Regions from separate parts of the Mus musculus genome. Here region 2 is linked to region 1. Evidence: chromatin contacts called from public HiChIP or PLAC-seq data. All regions are on one chromosome and are shown on one strand. Each heading gives the region's core, a stretch centred on a gene start, on an enhancer-like site or on the middle of the called end of the contact. The rest is flanking DNA. Distances are from core to core; before and after follow the strand shown. Region 1 holds the start of Nnt (nicotinamide nucleotide transhydrogenase). Region 2 overlaps Paip1 (polyadenylate binding protein-interacting protein 1).

Evidence for each region. HiChIP or PLAC-seq counts read pairs in DNA pulled down with a chosen protein or histone mark.
Region 2: an H3K27ac HiChIP or PLAC-seq map of microglia shows a contact between it and region 1, with 3 times the contacts expected there. The contact joins the enhancer-like site here to the promoter of Nnt in region 1. A contact is called at or near these places in 17 of 39 promoter capture datasets (the 3T3-L1 cell line, 3T3-L1-derived adipocytes, the C10 cell line and 14 more), 1 of 15 datasets of contacts at CTCF or cohesin (CD8 T cells), 15 of 484 Hi-C or Micro-C datasets (CD4 T cells, Sertoli cells, astrocytes and 9 more), 10 of 115 datasets of contacts at active chromatin or transcription factors (the HPC-7 cell line, the SCID.adh cell line, embryonic stem cells and 4 more) and 3 of 9 other capture datasets (adipose tissue, liver and pancreatic islet).

Annotation. Positions count from the first base shown.
Region 1 is chr13:119,407,591-119,410,835 of GRCm38.p6, forward strand. Nnt (nicotinamide nucleotide transhydrogenase) reads right to left here and starts at 1,667. Exons shown (of 17, transcript NM_001308506.1): 1 at 1,313-1,667.
Region 2 is chr13:119,442,753-119,445,997 of GRCm38.p6, forward strand. It overlaps Paip1 (polyadenylate binding protein-interacting protein 1), which reads left to right. Exons shown (of 11, transcript NM_145457.4): 5 at 2,985-3,096. Among named protein-coding and RNA genes, the nearest start is that of Paip1, 15 kb to the left of the region's middle. Within about 2 kb of position 1,444, at least 6 of the 459 cell types and tissues checked have an H3K27ac peak or open chromatin away from gene starts, as enhancers often do. A contact at or near this core is called in microglia, where this site is marked.

The DNA.
Region 1 (3,245 bases), core at 417-2,916:
CCAGACTCTTCCTTTGAAAATAAAAACTTTGTATAGCCTCGTAGAAAACTGGCCCTATCTGTTTGCTTATACTAGAATAATCCAAAACTGTCCCTTCAATAAATTAAAAAAAAAAAAAAAAGAAAGAATGAAAATGGAGCTGGGGTGGTAGCTCATGATTGTAAATGCCAGCATCGGAGAGGTTAAGGCAGGAGGAGCAACTCAAGTTCAAAGCCAGCCTAGGCTACACATAGAAGTTCGTTCAAGCCAGCCAAGGCTACAGACCGAGATCTTCCTCGTCTCGAAATAAAAAAGTATAATAAGAATAATAAAGTAAGAAAGGAAAAATAACCAAGATTTGCCCAAAAAAGGGGGTTCAGTGGGCAAGCAAGCCCCATGCCTCCAAAGTTTTCTAAGGACTGCACACTACCGTAGGACAAATAAAGGGCACCTGCAAGCATAAACAAAGTCATGCTTTTAAAAGCTAGGCATACCAACAAGGACACAATACCCTATCCTGGCAGGCAGCGTGACCTCTCCCAAAGCCACTGCAGCCATGGCTCCTGTCACAGGTGCTGCCCCTCCCTCAGCAACTAAACTGCCACCCTCTGGCACGTGCAGCTGGACCGCTATTTATAACCTCCTGTGGAAGCCCATTGGCTCTGGCTACATAGTAGTTATTGTGCCTCTCAAGTTTGAACCAGCTCTGGCCAGAACTACACCCTGACCTCTAATAGAGCCCACCGTGACTTACCAATCCAAACCCCTTTTTCTCAGTATTCAGAAACTACCACCAGTCAGCCCGGACCTACAGTCACATCTTTTCCTATACACCTAACTGGACACCCCGCCTGAACACTCTCAAAGTTCAAGTACAACTTAGGAGCGCCCAGCTGTCATTCTTCTAGGTAAACCATTCATCGAAAGTCCTCTACGACCTCTCTTCCAGTCCCTCTAAGGGCCAAAATGACTACGTACAACTTTTGCAGCCCTTGCCCCCACCCCACCCCCACCCCAGGATCCAAGATCTGCACCTGCACAGCTGTCACTTGCTTACTTTGTCTTCTGCCGGGACTCCGTTCCCACCTCTACCCTCTCACTCCTTTCCATGTCACCCCAATAGAACGCACACACAAAAGGAGCCCCGAGGCATATACCGCATTCCTTCTCCGTCAGTCTCCTGCAGGAGCCTCTGCGCCCCACTTGCTAGACACAGCCGACCCCGCCCCCCTGCTGCTCTCTCTCGGGTCCCCTTCGCCGAGGGACCGGGGATCTGCGCTGGCTGCCCGCCTTTTCCAGCAGCCCCTAGGCGCTGCAGGGCTGGTTGGCTCACCTGGACCGGCAGGCGGGACAGATGGCGACCCCGGGCTGCGAGCAAACGCCACGCCGAGCTAGCAGACCCGGGGTTGGCCCGCGGCGTTGTGCCTCCAACCCGGAAGAACAGCCCCAACTTTGAGGCGGCGGCGGCGACCACGTGACACAGGGCTGCCTAGACCCGGACCCGCGCCCCCTTTCGGCACCCCTTCTCCCCCTCCCCGAGCCTCCTGCCAAACCCGCTTGGCCCGATCGCCAGTCTGCAAAGGAGAAAAAGACTCCACCAGATGCACGCTTACAGCGCAGCAGCTGGTCCCCTCCGGGTGGCCGCTGAAGCCCCTTTGTCTCTGCCAGGGCCCCAGGCCCGCAGCCCCGCCCCCTTGCTCTTGCTCAATCGGCCTCTGTCAATCAAACCCGATGCCAAGCACTGCAACTCAAGTTTTTAGGAATTCGTACCTCTTCTTTCCCCCCAGGAGACTAAGTTACAAAGTGTGATTTCCTCACCGGTCTCCCAGCAGAGCAAATAAACGGATACTATAACTCCACTCTTGGGCCGGACTTTTCCTCTAACTCTCTAGGAAAAAAAAAAAAAAAAAATCCGAACTTCTGTAACTGGAGAAGACTTAGGCGGGAGGAAGCCGAGGGCGGGAATGGGGGCGTTGTTTTTCCATTCTGGACGGGGGTGGGGTTAAATTCCTCACAAACGAAGTCAAGGCCTGAAAATGAACACACACATGTGCATATTTGGCTTCAACAGCGAGGCCAGCCAAGAGGAAACCCTGCGCTACTATTAACATAGGCAGTGTCTAGAATGTAATTGTAGTTGACGTCCCTGTTAAGGTTCCTGATTAAGGAAATCAAAACATAACGACCTAGTTATTGGTTAGTGATTAGATTCTGTTACTTGCTCTGCAGGTACACTGATTAAACTTACCCAGCGCTGAGTCTAAAGGAAACGTCAGTGTAAGATTGTTTGTTTGCTTGCTTGCTTGCTTTTAATTTTTTTTTTAAGATTTATTTATTTATTATATGTAAGTACACTGTAGCTGTCTTCAGACACTCCAGAAGAGGGCGTCAGATCTTGTTACAGATGGTTGTGAGCCACCATGTGGTTGCTGGGATTTGAACTCCTGACCTTCGGGAGAGCAGTCGGGTGCTCTTACCCACTGAGCCATCTCACCAGCCCCTTGCTTTTAATTTAACTGAAATATTTTAACAGGCAGAAGAAAAAAAAAAAAAACAGACATTCAGTATCTTTTAAAAATAAGTGAACCACAGAGAACCCCTTATTTAGAGAATGCCTTGTGTTTTATACAGCAGAAAGGGTCATTGGGCTACTGGACTCCGCACAGCAATCTGGAGTAAACTCTTCCGGTGGCAGAAGAACTGGAAGGCAGGAAAGGACTCGGCCCGGTGTTTTAAAATAATAATCGTAAGTCAACAGATAGTAATACTGCAGGTACAATGAGGCAAGTCCTTAACCATTTTAAACTCTTTTGTGCTGCGGACTGTGTGGTAAGTAGTTCGGAGTTCACGTGCAAGGCTTTTCTACAATCAGCAAGTCTAGCCTTGAAGGGCATCTGCCTTCATACTCTATGTTTTCCAATGCTTTCTTTCTTAGTGTTGTTTTTGTTACTCCCCCTCCCCTCATTTTGAGTAGCATTCCCCTGTCCTGCTCCTTCCTCTGCCTCCTACCTCTCTAATGGAACTGTTCCACAATCATTTTTACACAGTGTTCTACCATCCCTCCTTCCTTAAGGGAACTCTCCACCCCACTGGCCCTTTTCTGGTTTCCTGACGTACTCCAAATACACAAAACTAATGAACTGAAGTTACCTTGCTCTTTATAATATTTCCAGTTTCACCCATTTAGCTGCAAGTTTCATAATTTCATTTTCCTTAATAGCTGGATAAAATGACATTCTGTACATATACCACATTTTCATTATCCA
Region 2 (3,245 bases), core at 194-2,693, 35 kb after region 1:
TTATATTTAAATTTAAAAATATTTAAAAGTTAAATCATTGATAAAGGTGGTACTTCAAATACACTTATAAAAGATGAATTGTGTTAGCAGTTAAGTGGATAGTTATTTATAGAAATAGAAAAAGTAGAGATGGGTTCTTGTCCTATACCAGATTAGTACATCAGACTAAAATGAGACAACTAGGGAAAGTAATAAGTAAACAAATCTTGGGTTGTCAAAGCTATTTTAAGCAAGACATTGTAGACCACAAACTTAAATTTAGAAAATTAAATATAAATTACATTTGGGGAAAGTCAGAATTTATATAAAGTAAAATTAGAAATTTTAGCCGGGCGTGGTGGTGCACGCCTTTAATCCCAGCACTCGGGAGGCAGAGGCAGGTGAATTTCTGAGTTCGAGGCCAGCCTGGTCTACAGAGTGTGTTCCAGGACAGCCAGGGCTATACAGAGAAACCCTGTCTCGGGGGGGAAAGAAGAAGAAGAAATTTTATACATAGCAGTGAGCTCTTTTTATGCATTAGTTAAGGAGCTCTCTAAGAATGAGTTTAAAAAAAAAAAAAGCCTAGTGGGGCTGGAGGGATGGCTCAGCAGTTAAAAGCATCTGGCTGCTCTTCCTGAGGACCTGGGTTTGATCCCCAGCACCACATGGCAGCTCACAGCCATCTGTAACTCTAGTCCTGGCCTGCTTTTCTTTTCTTCTGTGAGCAACGTGCATGCACATGGTACACAGACATGTAGGCAAACACCCAGACACATAAAAACAGTCAAGTTTTAAAGAAAAAAAAATTCAAATAGCTCTGGATAAATACAGTTTGGGAAAAAAATGACAAAGTTACATATACTTTTAAAAACTACTGTAATTAAGTACAATCTGCCGTATCTGGACAGAGAAGGTGGAATAGAAGCAGGGTATGATGCCAGAAAGACCACCTTATTCAACTTATCTTTGAGTTTTCTTTGTTCTGAGTTTTCTTTCCAATTGTGATCTCCTACAGTGCTGTAATACTATCAAAGACACTGATTTGAAAAAGTGCTGCTAATATGAATGGGAAATAGCACAATGCTACCCTTAAAAGTATATGTCTTAGTAGTTTGAAAAGGACAGAGTGAAGTTACAGTGGTATTGCGGGGAAATCTGGTCTTTGTTCTTTCACCTTTGTGAAATAAGCACAAGTTCTTATCATTGAAAATAGCTTCTAGAGACTCAGGGTCTTTCACCTGGGAAATCATCCATGTATGGCAGTAAGGATTTACTTGGGCACATCACTGTGTCTTAATATCTCATGGTCTTAGAAATTTATAAAAGAAAAAAAATCTATCAAATTTAACTACAAAATTGTAACGGGAAAGAAAGTAGAAAAAAGTTTAGATAGTTGAATTGTCATTAGCCCTTTGATTACTAGCCCTTCCTATGTGTATCTACTGGTGAGAAATTCCTTTAATATATTTGAGAAGATAACAACTCTTACTGCATTTGACTCAAAAGACAGTGTTTATTAATTAGGCTTTAGCTTGTGATAATTAGAATTGTAAGTTTCTTGTTATTTCACACTGACCAGGAAATAGAGGGTTTCTTTGTCTTAAAAAAGATGAGGAGGAAAGTTGTTTTTTTTTGTTGCTGTTTTTAAAAAAAAAGGAACTATCATAAGCTGGCTATTTGGAAAACATTCAGTCCAGACTTCTCCTTTGTCCTTTGTAAAAAGAGAACTATCAACATCAATTTTATAAAACAAATCACTTCTACTGGCATTTCTTACTACTTCATCTATTTAAAAAGAAAGAAAAAACCCACTAAAATGAAATCCTCTAAACATCCATTTTAGTAATAGTAGCCAACATCATAATTTCCCTCTAGACTCCACGGTAGATGGATTGGTGTTAGTTCATATGCTTTGGAACTGTGAGTGTAATAAACTCCAAGGTTTCTGTTCATCACTACGTGAGGCAAGTGGACCAAGTTAGGGAAAAATGGAGCAAGAGAAAATCAGTTATTTGACACCTTCGATCTCCATTGGAAATAGAGACAAATTAATTGCTTTGGACTTGTGGTTTCAACTGGTGAGAGTTTGAGGTAATTAAATTTTACCTGTGGTTTGCAGTTTTATTAGAGGTCTTAATACTATTTAATTAGTATTTTACCCTCAGTATAATCTGATAATGTAAAATGGGAAGTATAAGAGTAATATATTTAGTTGGATATGGTAGTGCAAAATCTAATTTCCAGATCCTGGGAAGGTAGAGTAGGAAGATTGTCATTTGAGGGCTCTTCTAAGTAACATTCTAAGTTCAAGGCCAGCCTGGACCACTTAGCAAAAAACCTATCTAAAAAAAAATTACAAATGGCTGGGGAGACAGCTTATTGTTGCCTGCCTCATGTACCCAAGGCTCAGATTCGGTCTCCAGTGTCACAGAAAAAGAAAAGAGAAGAGAAGAGAAGAGAAGAAAAGACCTTAAGGATTTTTTTTTTTTTTTTTTTTTTTTTGAGACAGGGTTTCTCTGTATAGCCCTGGCTGTCCTGGAACTCACTCTGTAGACCAGGCTGGCCTCAAACTCAGAAATCAGCCTGCCTCTGCCTCCCGAGTGTTGGGATTAAAGGTGTGTGCCACCACACCCGGTTTAGGATTCTTTTTTTTTAACCCTTCAGGTGAACTAGATATACACATACATTCTTATTTAAAAAAAAAAGAAAGAAAGAAAGAAAGAAAACATTTAAGTTCTTCCTTAGTAAAAAACCTATTAGACATAATTTTTTCTTCATATTTTTAGTACTAGAATGTTCTGAACCTTGTGAAGTCTTTATTATTGCAAAAATCTAATAGTTTTATTGCATTTATTCCTATCATTTTCTTAAAACTGCAGCCTTTGGAGAGGTTAGGGTTGTCATTGTGTTGCCTTTATTGCTGTGGATAAACAGACTGACATGCACCGTCTGGTCTTACTGTTGAAGAGACAAAACAATGAGATAATAAAAGATGTCTTCATTAGGTGCAGGACGGAGTATGAAGCTAAAGACCAAGCTGCAAAAGGGGATGAAGTGACTCGAAAACGATTTCATGCATTTGTTCTGTTTCTGGGAGAACTATATCTTAACCTGGAGGTGAGAGCATTTCTTCTTATTAGGACTTAAGGCTTGAATACATAAAATGCTTCCAAAGAAGGGATTTTGTTCATTTTAACTTTGCAACATCAAAAATAAAATGAGGAAAAAATTGTGCAATGATGCCAGGTGATAACTGCCTGCAATCC